2 separate regions of the Zea mays genome follow, and region 1 is linked to region 2. The links are chromatin contacts, called in public Hi-C maps. All regions are on one chromosome and are shown on one strand. The core of a region is the stretch at or near the end of the contact, and the rest is flanking DNA. Distances in the headings are between cores, read along the strand shown. Region 1 holds the start of LOC100501846 (putative RING zinc finger domain superfamily protein). Region 2 holds the start of LOC100285425 (calcineurin subunit B).

Region 1 (4,986 bases), core at 1,034-3,533, 220 kb before region 2:
ACACAGGTCGAGAAAACCCCCGAACCCCTGCCCCGAACGCAAAAGAAAGAATACCTCAAATAACGCTTCAGTTAACATGACAATTCTTGATATACTTGCTCGGGCACTAGATTCTTCAGCAACCAAGAAAGAATCACATGTGCATCGGCCAGTTTGATGAATCCCCAAAGGACATGCAGCAGTGCCTTGTTCATTACCACTATCAAAAACAGCACGGCGATGCTCCCTAATCTGTAACAAAAAAAAAGGTGTGACCATGAGATGGATCAGCAAAATCCATATCAGGAAAAATATACGGCAAAGCAGGCATAACAATTACCCGGGATCTTGAATACTGGCTTACTCTGATCGAACCATGTCGCCTGCGATGAAAATATCTTGATTCCCCCAACTCTTCAAAAATGTCATCACCAAGGTCTAGCCATGTGCTGTAAAATCCGAGGTCATCAGCATCAAATTCTGGATAACCTCTTGAGCCACGCCTGGAAAACGTGTCCCATAGAATCCTTCTGTGACTCCTCCTTGTTTCACTGCTGCTAGAATCCCTAGAGCGTCCTAGACCGTCATTTGAGAAAATGCTCATCATGTCATCATGTAATATACTCCCTCCAGGCTCACCATGTGGCCCACTGAATATGGGGACATCTGCCCTGGTAGAGATTGGATCTGGCATTGGTTCCACAATCACAGATGATGCAATTGAAGAGTTAGGAAACATAGATGTTAAGCTAGCTTGAGATACATCTGATCTTTCACTTGTCATGGCAGTTGTGGATGAGGTCCCTTGCGGAGATACCTCTCCTTCTAAGTCAGACATGATCCTTTCAGATGCCATCAATGAGGGGCCCAAACCAGATTCAGCGGCTGAGCCACCAGTTTCATTAGTGGAGACTGTGCTAGGAATATTTTCCAGCTCTGATCCTATAAAACTTATCCCTTCTCCTGACATATCACTATTAACAGCTTCATTACTGAAACTTCCCCTAACCATGACAGCCTTCCTAGATGAGCTTTCAAGGCCACTTGTTTCAGCATTTTCAGTCCCCAGGCCATCTTCCTTGTTTTCATGGCAATTGAGGTGATTGAATCTGAGGTGATGGCTTATGGTACTTGAAGAGGAATGCAGCCTTGGACTTGACGCGGTGGAAATCTGGAGATCCTTAGCAGCTAGAGAAGCCTGAAAATTCAGGGCACGTACTGGTCGCCCTGATTGTACCTGTAGACAATACCTTGCTGACATCAAATACCAGCATGGAAACAGTGCATGGGGACAAAATGCAGTGTATCGCTAACAGAAAACACCAGGAAAAACACACAAAACGTTCCAGATTCCACAAAATTGCTTTAATTTGTCACTTCGAGGCCCAGCCCCTTAGGCTTGTTCGGGTTAGGGGTGGATTGACAGGAATTAAATCCCCTGCTAGTCAAAATTAAATAGAAATGGATTTAATCCCTTCCAATCACCATGCAACCCAACAAGGCCTTAATGCACATATGAACTTTGGGAGCCATCCATTCTACAGTCATGTGCGTGATGGAAGGGCGCATGATAAGACCAAACGCAATTAGCTATGCTTTTCAAGTCCGAGATATATGTAATGAATCAGTGAAGGTTGAAGGACCACGAAAGTTTCAGAGCATTAGCTAGCCGCCCCAGACTTATCATCATATCATACGATAACCGAACAAGAGCAGTACTACCACCTCAAACCTCCAAAAGTAATCAAGTTTCTGCTTGGCCCCCCATACAGCTATCAGCTATGCGAATCCGCACCTCGTCAGAGACTAATCCCCACGCTCTCCAATCTCACCACCTAGCGGGAAGCTGTCCGGGACTCGGGAGCCACGAGCCCACGACCATCGATTCCGCGCGGCGAATCCGCACCTCCGTTACAGACTAATCCGCAGCCGACGCCTGGACTCCGGCCCCCGGTGCCGGAGCTACCGGCGCCCTCCGGCATCCCGGGACGCCAGACGACGACGCAGCGCGGGTACCGGGACTAGTACCTCGATAGCGCTGGAGGAGGAGGACCCGGCCAAGGTGAAGCTCCCGCCGTCGTGCGCTTCGGCGGCGGCGGCTGGGGAGGAGGAGGATCGGGTCCCGAAGCACCCTCCGAGGCCGAGGCGCGCCCGGCGCCGCGACGGCGCGTCCGCGCGGCTGCTCCCGGCGCCCATCTCGCTCGCCGGCTCGCGCTTCCGATTGCTTTCCCCCCTTTCTCCTCCGTCGAGTGGGAGAGGGAGCGCGAGAGAGAGAGAGAGAGAGAGGACGAGGAAATCGCTGGGAAGTGCCGTGCGTGCGGGGCCGGGCCGGGACGTCGCTTTGTATTTTTCGCTTTTGGATTTTATTTATCGCCAGTTCGCTAGATTAATTGCCTTGTGGACAGCAATAACCTGTGGTGATTTATCGTCGTCCCAGCCAAAGTTGACCTTCACGCCATCTGCGCCAGGAAAAATATTGACAACCGAACACTATATAAGATAAAAATAAATCCAACTACCGCTAATTTTCACTGTACCGTCTCAAATCTGGGGTTGTTTTACACCAGTGGAAATCCCCATCCTCAGCACCGTAATATTCTGCTTTCTTTTCCTTTCTGCTTTGTACATAAAAGATGCTTTCTTTTCCTTTCTGCTTTCTATAAAAGCGCGTCCTCAATAGTCTTTATCGAGTCCACTCTCGCTAAATATACTCAACTGAAGAGACATTTAAGTGAAAATCACTTCCTACATATCTTTTCATCCTCCGACAATTTCTATATATTTCGCATGCACTCTGGAGAGCCACTCTCACTATTTTTATTTCGAGTGGGGAACTCGAAATAGAGGGTATGATGATCAATAGTTAGAAATCTAACTGAATATGTAGTGATACAAGAAGGATGTGAAGACTGAAGAGTCTCTTGAAACTGCTGTAAACAGCCTGCGACGAAATTAAAGGACATTGTTTTACTCACCATTTTTTTTGCTCTCTTCGGCTTATGCTGAATTTAAACTTGTGTCTATACTTGTACCGGAATCACGGTAATTATTCTAATCTAGTATATAGGTAAATTACCGATGTAACTCAAATCAAAATGCGGAGAAGGAACATTTCACACCAATTTCTGCAAAAAAAATTGTTGTATTTCTGTTGACACTTTTTTAGGGCGTCAATCACTCAACAAGAACCAGCGGCGGTGCTCTCTGGTCATGCGCGGACGGTCCGCGACCTGTCGCGAGGCTAGGGTTCCCTGTCTGACGGCCGGACCGTCCGCGCCCTAGGGCCGGACGGTCCGCGACCTGGCGACAGAGCCGTCTTCCTCCTTCTTGCTGGAATCTAGATCCCGTCCCCTTGGGGGGAAATATCTTAAGGTGCTCTGGGTCGACAGGTCACCCGGGGCGTCCCCAGACGACGTGAAGTCGCCTAGGAATTAAGAGATCAATTCGAGGAAGAGGTTTTGGATGGACAACTAGATCTTGCCTCCCCCCGGAGGGGTGAGATCCTAGGGTCGTCTTGGGATCGGCAGGCCACTCAAGACGGATCTAGACACCGTAGAGTCGAATAGGGGTGGAGGTGGATATTGTAGGAAACGGGTGACGCCTAAGACGGGGGGTGAATTAGGACTTCTAAAACTTTCGCTAAACTAGGCCACAATTAAATCCCTAGAGCAAAACCTATGCAAATAGTCAAACTAGAATGTGCAAACTAGGTTTTGTCTAAGTGTTGCTATCTCTACCGCAATGGCTAAGTTTCAATCTACACTAAATAAGTATGACTACAAGATTGAAACTTAAATGCTTAATATAAATGCGGAAACTTAAAGAGCAAAGTAGAGAAGCAAACTCTCGTGGATGACGTCGGTATTTTTACCGAGGTATCCGGAACCGCGCAAGGTCCCGACTAATCCTCGTTGGTGCCCCTACGCAAAGGGAAGCCCACGCGAGGGCCAAGCACCTCGGTCGAGTAACTCCGTAGAGAGCCACGGGCCTTCTCCACGCGCAAGTGGTGCTCCGCTTCCGGCTCCTCTCGGACGCTCCCCGCCGTCTCCACTATCGAGCTTTCGGCCAAAACGCCGTGGGCCTCGTTCCCTCCGGTACACAGTGGCGGCCGTGACACAAACGCGGTTGTCACGGTCTCGCAAGACTCTCGCCCCACTCGGTACAATTACAACGACTCACACAAGAGCCGTGGGGTTGTGTGGTTTGTCTAAACTCACTCAACTAACTACGATTCACCTAGAGCAAGCGCTAATGCGGTCTAACTAACCTAAGCACTTCACAAAGCACCTACGCTAATCACCGAGTGATTCTATTAAGCACTTGGGTGTTTGAGCACTTGGAAATGTCTACAATATGCCTCGGTATGTTGCTTGGGCTCCCACACCTTCAAATGGTCGGTTGGGTGAAGTATATATATGCCCCAACTCAAATATAGTCGTTGGAAAGCAGTTCTGCAGCTTTCTGTGGCGCACCGGACAGGTGCACCGGACATGCCACGTGTACTAGCCGTTGGAGCTTCCGAAGATGGCGCACCGGACATGGCGCAGCGGACGGTCCGGTGTGCACCGGACAACCCATGTCCGCTTGTCGTATTTTGGCCATAACTTTTAGCTCTGAACTCCGATTTCGATGATCTTATACTTTTTGGAAAGCTTATGAAATTATCTACATCCTAGAGTTGAAGCCATATCAGTTTGAGCAAATTTGGCACACCGGACAGGCCAGTGTGCACCGGACATCCCATATGCTACTGCAGTTTTTCAGCAATTCCGACTTCGTATTGTGGGCATAACTTTTAGCTCCGAACTCCGATTTTGATGATCTTGGACTTTTTGGAAAGCTTATAAAATTGTCTACATCTTAGAGTTGAAGCCATGTCAGTTTGAATAGATTTGATGTTGTGAAACACTTCCAATTCAATCAGCCCTTCCTCTCAACTTTATCAACTTCACTTTTGTTTTGTAGCTTTGTATCTCACTTCTACTTCTTGATGTGTTGGACTCTTAG
Region 2 (5,223 bases), core at 2,706-5,205:
TATGTGCTAAAAGAGATTAAATCATATTAATTTCACTTTTACCCCTCATTTAGTTCAATTGTACTAATAGTAGGAGAATGTTAAAGGTCATTTTAGTCTTCTTACGAGTCATTTAGTATATTCTTACTATTTTTATCCCATAGAATCAAAAATGTTAGGGACTAAACTTTAGTCCCCTAACTAAACTTTAGTCCCTAGACTAAAGAAACCAAACATGACCTTAATTTTCTCTGTAGCGCTCTACTGTGGCACCGCCTCATGGGCACCAAGGTCCTCTCTGCGACGTTCAACGGCACGAACAAGATCCGCGCCTACGCACACTGCGCGAAGAGATCGGTAAAGGAGCGGGCACAGAACTCCGTTTGTATTGTATCTTCCTGGCAACAACAGCTCGTAGCGAGTGTCTGAACCATGCTTGAGATCTTTCAGGGAAGGGTCCTCTGCTCCTGATCAACCTTGACGGCAACAGCACGAACCGCATCCACGTCACGAGCCAAGGCGCACAGGCACAGAGTGCGCGGAGGGAGAGAGCGGGGGGACGCCTGGTCGCTTCCCTTTCCCTGCGCTTGGCGGAGCAGCCGAGCTGCTCGCAACAAGAGAGGAGTACCACCTCGCTCCCAAGGACGGCGATCTGCAGAGCCAGCAGGTGCTGCTGAACGGCCATGTTCTGGCAACTGACGCCGACGGGGACATCCCAGAGCTGGAGCCCGTGCGGGTGGATGGAACGCAGCCGGTAACCGTGGTCCGTGGGCCCTTACTCGATCGTGTTCGCTCACATCCCCGGCTTCTACGCTCCTGCCTGTAGCTAGAATTTTTACACCCCAGCCTTTTCCTTCCTGGTGTGTATCATAGGTTCGGATAAATCCGGGCGAACGGCGAAGCTTGTTCGCCTGTCCGTGCGTGAAGTAAAGCTGCGAGGCTGAAAGGTGTGCGATTTGTCATTGTTTGGGAAACAAGTGTTCGGATAATGTGTGAGCAAAGGGGAGGAAAGTGGAGATGAAAATAATAAAAGGAAAAAAAAGGTTTCGAATTTTTCTCTATGTCTCTGTCGTTTTGGTTGAGAAAGCAGAAAAGGCGACAGTTGCCTCGCAAATTCGCAATGGAAGCCATGCCTGATGGCTCATGTGCCTTGCAGACAGTTTAGGACTGCACTGCACTTTGCAGTTGTGTGAAGAGACTTTTAAACTTGGGTTTTAGGACGCTCGCTAGAACCGTGTGGCCAAACTCTTCTAACTTAAGAATGTGAGTTTTACTTTGTTCTATTTCACACAGCTTCCGCGAAAGGCGGAAAGGGTACTGGTCTCCAGTGGATGGGCCTTAGTATCGGACCCAAGATTTGAATTATTGGATGGGCCAAGACTTACGTGGGTCAAATTAACATCATTAATGCATCCGCCTACAGGGATGGGCCTCATATTCTGCTTCCCGTCTGTCTTTCGGTTCGGTTAAAAAAAAAAACTCGTCCCCCAGGACCAAGAAAACTTCCTATAAAACGACAAAGATCGTTCACTCCAAGTAGCAGGGCAAAATTTGTTTTGTTTTTGATATATTCGAAAAGGCCAAGTCAACAAAGGTTACAAAAGTTTAGGCAAGTGGACCGGAAACAAAGAAGATGACGAAAGTGAACGGTCATATTGCCCTGCTACACGACACTAACCATGTTCTGCAGACAAAACCGGAAGCTTGTTTTCCACATTTCACTAGTCGATTGGCACTTCCACCTCCATCTTAAGGCCAGGATGGTCGATGATCTGAAACAACAGCCACAAGAACACATTCTCAGACGTGCTACCGACATATAAGACGGCCACAAGGCTTGTAGATGGATATGGAACCGCAATAGACATCGAAGAATATGCAAATAGCCTATGATATGATACAGCGGTGGATTTTGGCTTTACTAACGCCTTTGCCCTCTTAATAGAAAAAAACGTGCTTTTGCGTGGATTGTTTCTACCTAGGCTATCAATACAGCAACACGCAATTCTCTTGCATGTGTTCAGAGGGAGGGAAAACAGATATATGGACACGGAAAAGGATTTCTGCACCTGGATAAAATCTTCAAGCGAGAATGCGTAATCCCTCGTGTACCCTGCTTCTTCCAGAACTTCAGTTACCACTTGCTGCAAGACGTCAATATGATATGTCTCACGCTGATATTGCACAATTCCGTATAAAAACCACACGGCCAATTTAGATATATAATAAGCACCTCTCTTTGTTCCTCGGACATGAATGACCCTGTTAGGTCCCGTAAAACCTCTAGCAGATCCTTGAAGGTAATTTTTCCCTTGCCATCGATGTCATAAACCTTGAATATAACTGCTTCACCAAACAGACAAAGAAAAACGTTGAGGAAGTGAGTAATCATGAGAACTTCATCATGCAACACCTACGTGCTTTTGATATAAGTAGGAAGAAAACAACGAAATGCAAACGCTATGGCAGTCAGGTATTACACTCGATCTTCTGACGAAGGCTGGCTTTTGCACTGAATGTAGAAAGAAACGCAACGAAATCCTTGAAGTTCAACCCATCAACCATACGGAGCAACCTCTGAAGAAAAAAAAAGATACTCAAAACCATCACTCGAGATGAGCAAGACGTTGGTTGAATCAACTGGAGCAGTACACCGTTTGTCCTGGCAGAGCTTTGTCATGTAACTTATGGTATCTAGAGACAGTAGCATGCCTAGTGTTGTAGCCGTGTATCCTATCGGTCAAGTTGTTATGGCAAGCACAACTGACGCTGTTCTTCAGCAAGGCAGCAGATACAGAGGAAACCCAACCAAGCTTTGCCCAGACCCAGATAGTGCGACTGATGTGGATGAGGCCATGTTTGGCAGAGTTTCTAGCAACTTTTGCTTCCCAAGAGAGCTCAAAATGCAGAAGGTCCCCAAACAGGATTGCTTCTTCAAGCAGACAAAAGCACCAAAACCTCAACTGTATACTGAAAGTATAGAAGCTCACTCGGAGCAGCTTTCCCATGATGCATCTCCAGGAGATGATGCTTATGGAAAGGCTACAGCTCCCCTAACCATGGCCTTAAGCTATAATTAAAGTGGCGAGCAGCTTGTTTGATTAGATGTTTTATTTACCTTCCCTTTTTTTCGTTTGGTTTCAGATTCACAAGAGGACAAAATGGTTTATATTCAGTAGCTCTCCGAGGGAATGTTGTAAATTGGCAGCTCTCCGAGGCCAGATATGCAAACAAAAAGGAAAAGGAGGGAAGTACAATAATCTGTAGCAACAGCACCAATCCCAGAACAGTTGTACTGTACATAACTGCCAGCATAAATTGACAATGAAATGGAAAGGTAATGGGACATACAAAAAACAATCAGCTCAGCCTGAAAAAATAAAACCACATGAAACTTAGCATGAACGAGAGGGAGCGGGTAGTGGGAGGCACCTTGGAGAGCGGGTTGAGGGAGAACTCGGGGATGGAGAGGAACTCGTCCTCGGAGATGAAGCCCTTGGCGCTGCGGTCCAACTGGCAGAAGCGCTCGTACAGCGACACGATCTCCTGCTGCGAGACTGCTCGAGAATCAAATGAAACACCAACGATTAATTATCTACACAATATGTATATATAGTAGATGTAGAGAGAAGAAACCAAATTGTGGGAGAGAGAGAGAAACAGAAGGGGGCCAAGGATCGGATCGTCCATGGGGCGCGCGGCGAGGTAGTTACAGAGGTAGCTGCAGTGCTCCTGCACCTCCTCGATGTCGTACTGGGTCAGCATGGACGACGCGTTTCCCATGGCTCCCCTTCCTTCCTTCCTTCGCCCTACGATCCAACAGTAGTTGCCGCCGAAGAGCGCGGCGGTGAACTTGGCTGGCGTGGATGGGAAGAAGGGAAAGGGACGCGAGGGCACGGGACGACAGTCACAGACGACGCCACGCCACGGCCGCATATTCTCATGCCAAAATTCCCGGTTGCCGGAGACACCGAGCCTCTGCCTGCCAGTGCCAGGTGCCACCGCGGGCTCATTTATTGGCTGACGTGTCGTGGGCCTCACGGGTTTCTTTACTACTGGGCTGGGTTGGGTTGGTCCCAAAAGAAAATAAATATACGCGGGCCTGCTGCTGCCCTTGCCGTATTTTCCTTCTTCGTTGGGAAATTGGTCACCCAAATTGGGTGTAGATCTAGAGACAGATGAGTAAAAACTAACCGCAAGTAATTATAGTCACCCCGGGAGCAATAATAATTATGTCATCATGTAATCCTCACCGGACAAGATATCTTGCCAATCCGGATTCCGGAGCACCATCGCATTCGCAGACGACCAAAGCCTGCTTTGCGTCCATCAAAATGCCTGATAACCAGTTAGCAAATCCACACTAATTAATTACTCACATCTAGGTAACTGCAGCAACAAATAAAGCCCTACGTTTGCTTTGTGTCCGTCTCACCACCTCCGCTGTCTGAGCATTGATTGGTGACGTGTCGGAGCCATTGGTTGCAAGTCAATCGCGACGACGAGAATGTTTCAGAAATCCACAAGAGCAGAACGAGGCCGTCTGGTAGATATCAACAACAGGAGAATGTTTCAGCGAACAGGCTTACGGTTTCTACTATCATTATGTGCTCATGTAGTTTTGTTTCTCACAATGTGCCTGCGAGGTGTATGTATTTCTGCTTTTTCTCATCTCTTGAATAGAGGGCCTCACTGGGTATTTTGTTTGGATCATATTTTGTTAGAAGATTGCGTGTTATAGCGTGGTATTGTCTACGTTGTTTTTGATGCAGTGAATGAATCCTTTACTCCATTTTCAAGGGTGTGCTACTTTGTTATGACCATTTGGAAAGTTTTCTTTGGCAATATATACACACCACATCTATATTGTTAGGAAAAGAATAATCTCACCAAAGACATTTGTTTGTGTTTTGTATGACAGGAAGTTGGCAATGTCCTCTATGTTGTGGACAATGGTGCAGGTGTGTAAGTGTTCTCGAAAAATGTGCGAACAAAAATTGGTCTTTTCAGTCAGCCGGGTGCTTTGCACCGACGTTAACTGCTTATATGTATCTCAAAGAACAAAGGTCAGAAAGAGAGAGTAGATTAGAGTCAGTCACTGTCATTGCATCACTAACCATTTCTTACCGCTATAAAGAACTGTTACGTCTTGACTCTATCGGACATCATCTATCCACATATACTGTGACACTGTGTACACAAATTGGAGTAGTGTGCTCAGTAGATGCGATCATGACAGGCATT

The links. A called contact is a pair of places that touch in the nucleus more often than the background predicts.
Region 1: a Hi-C map of leaf shows a contact between it and region 2, with 6 times the contacts expected there. The contact joins the promoter of LOC100501846 here to the promoter of LOC100285425 in region 2. A contact is called at or near these places in 4 of 25 Hi-C or Micro-C datasets (ear, leaf and tassel).

What each region holds. Positions count from the first base shown.
Region 1 is chr4:178,669,504-178,674,489 of Zm-B73-REFERENCE-NAM-5.0, reverse strand. It overlaps LOC100501846 (putative RING zinc finger domain superfamily protein), which reads right to left and starts at 2,283. Exons shown (of 6, transcript NM_001196494.1): 1 at 2,008-2,283; 2 at 344-1,216; 3 at 55-231. The coding sequence starts at 2,175.
Region 2 is chr4:178,451,912-178,457,134 of Zm-B73-REFERENCE-NAM-5.0, reverse strand. It overlaps LOC100285425 (calcineurin subunit B), which reads right to left and starts at 3,955. Exons shown (of 6, transcript NM_001158318.2): 1 at 3,693-3,955; 2 at 3,412-3,536; 3 at 2,460-2,556; 4 at 2,213-2,322; 5 at 2,049-2,123; 6 at 1,488-1,751. The coding sequence starts at 3,762. The coding sequence ends at 1,701. It also overlaps the pseudogene LOC103654167.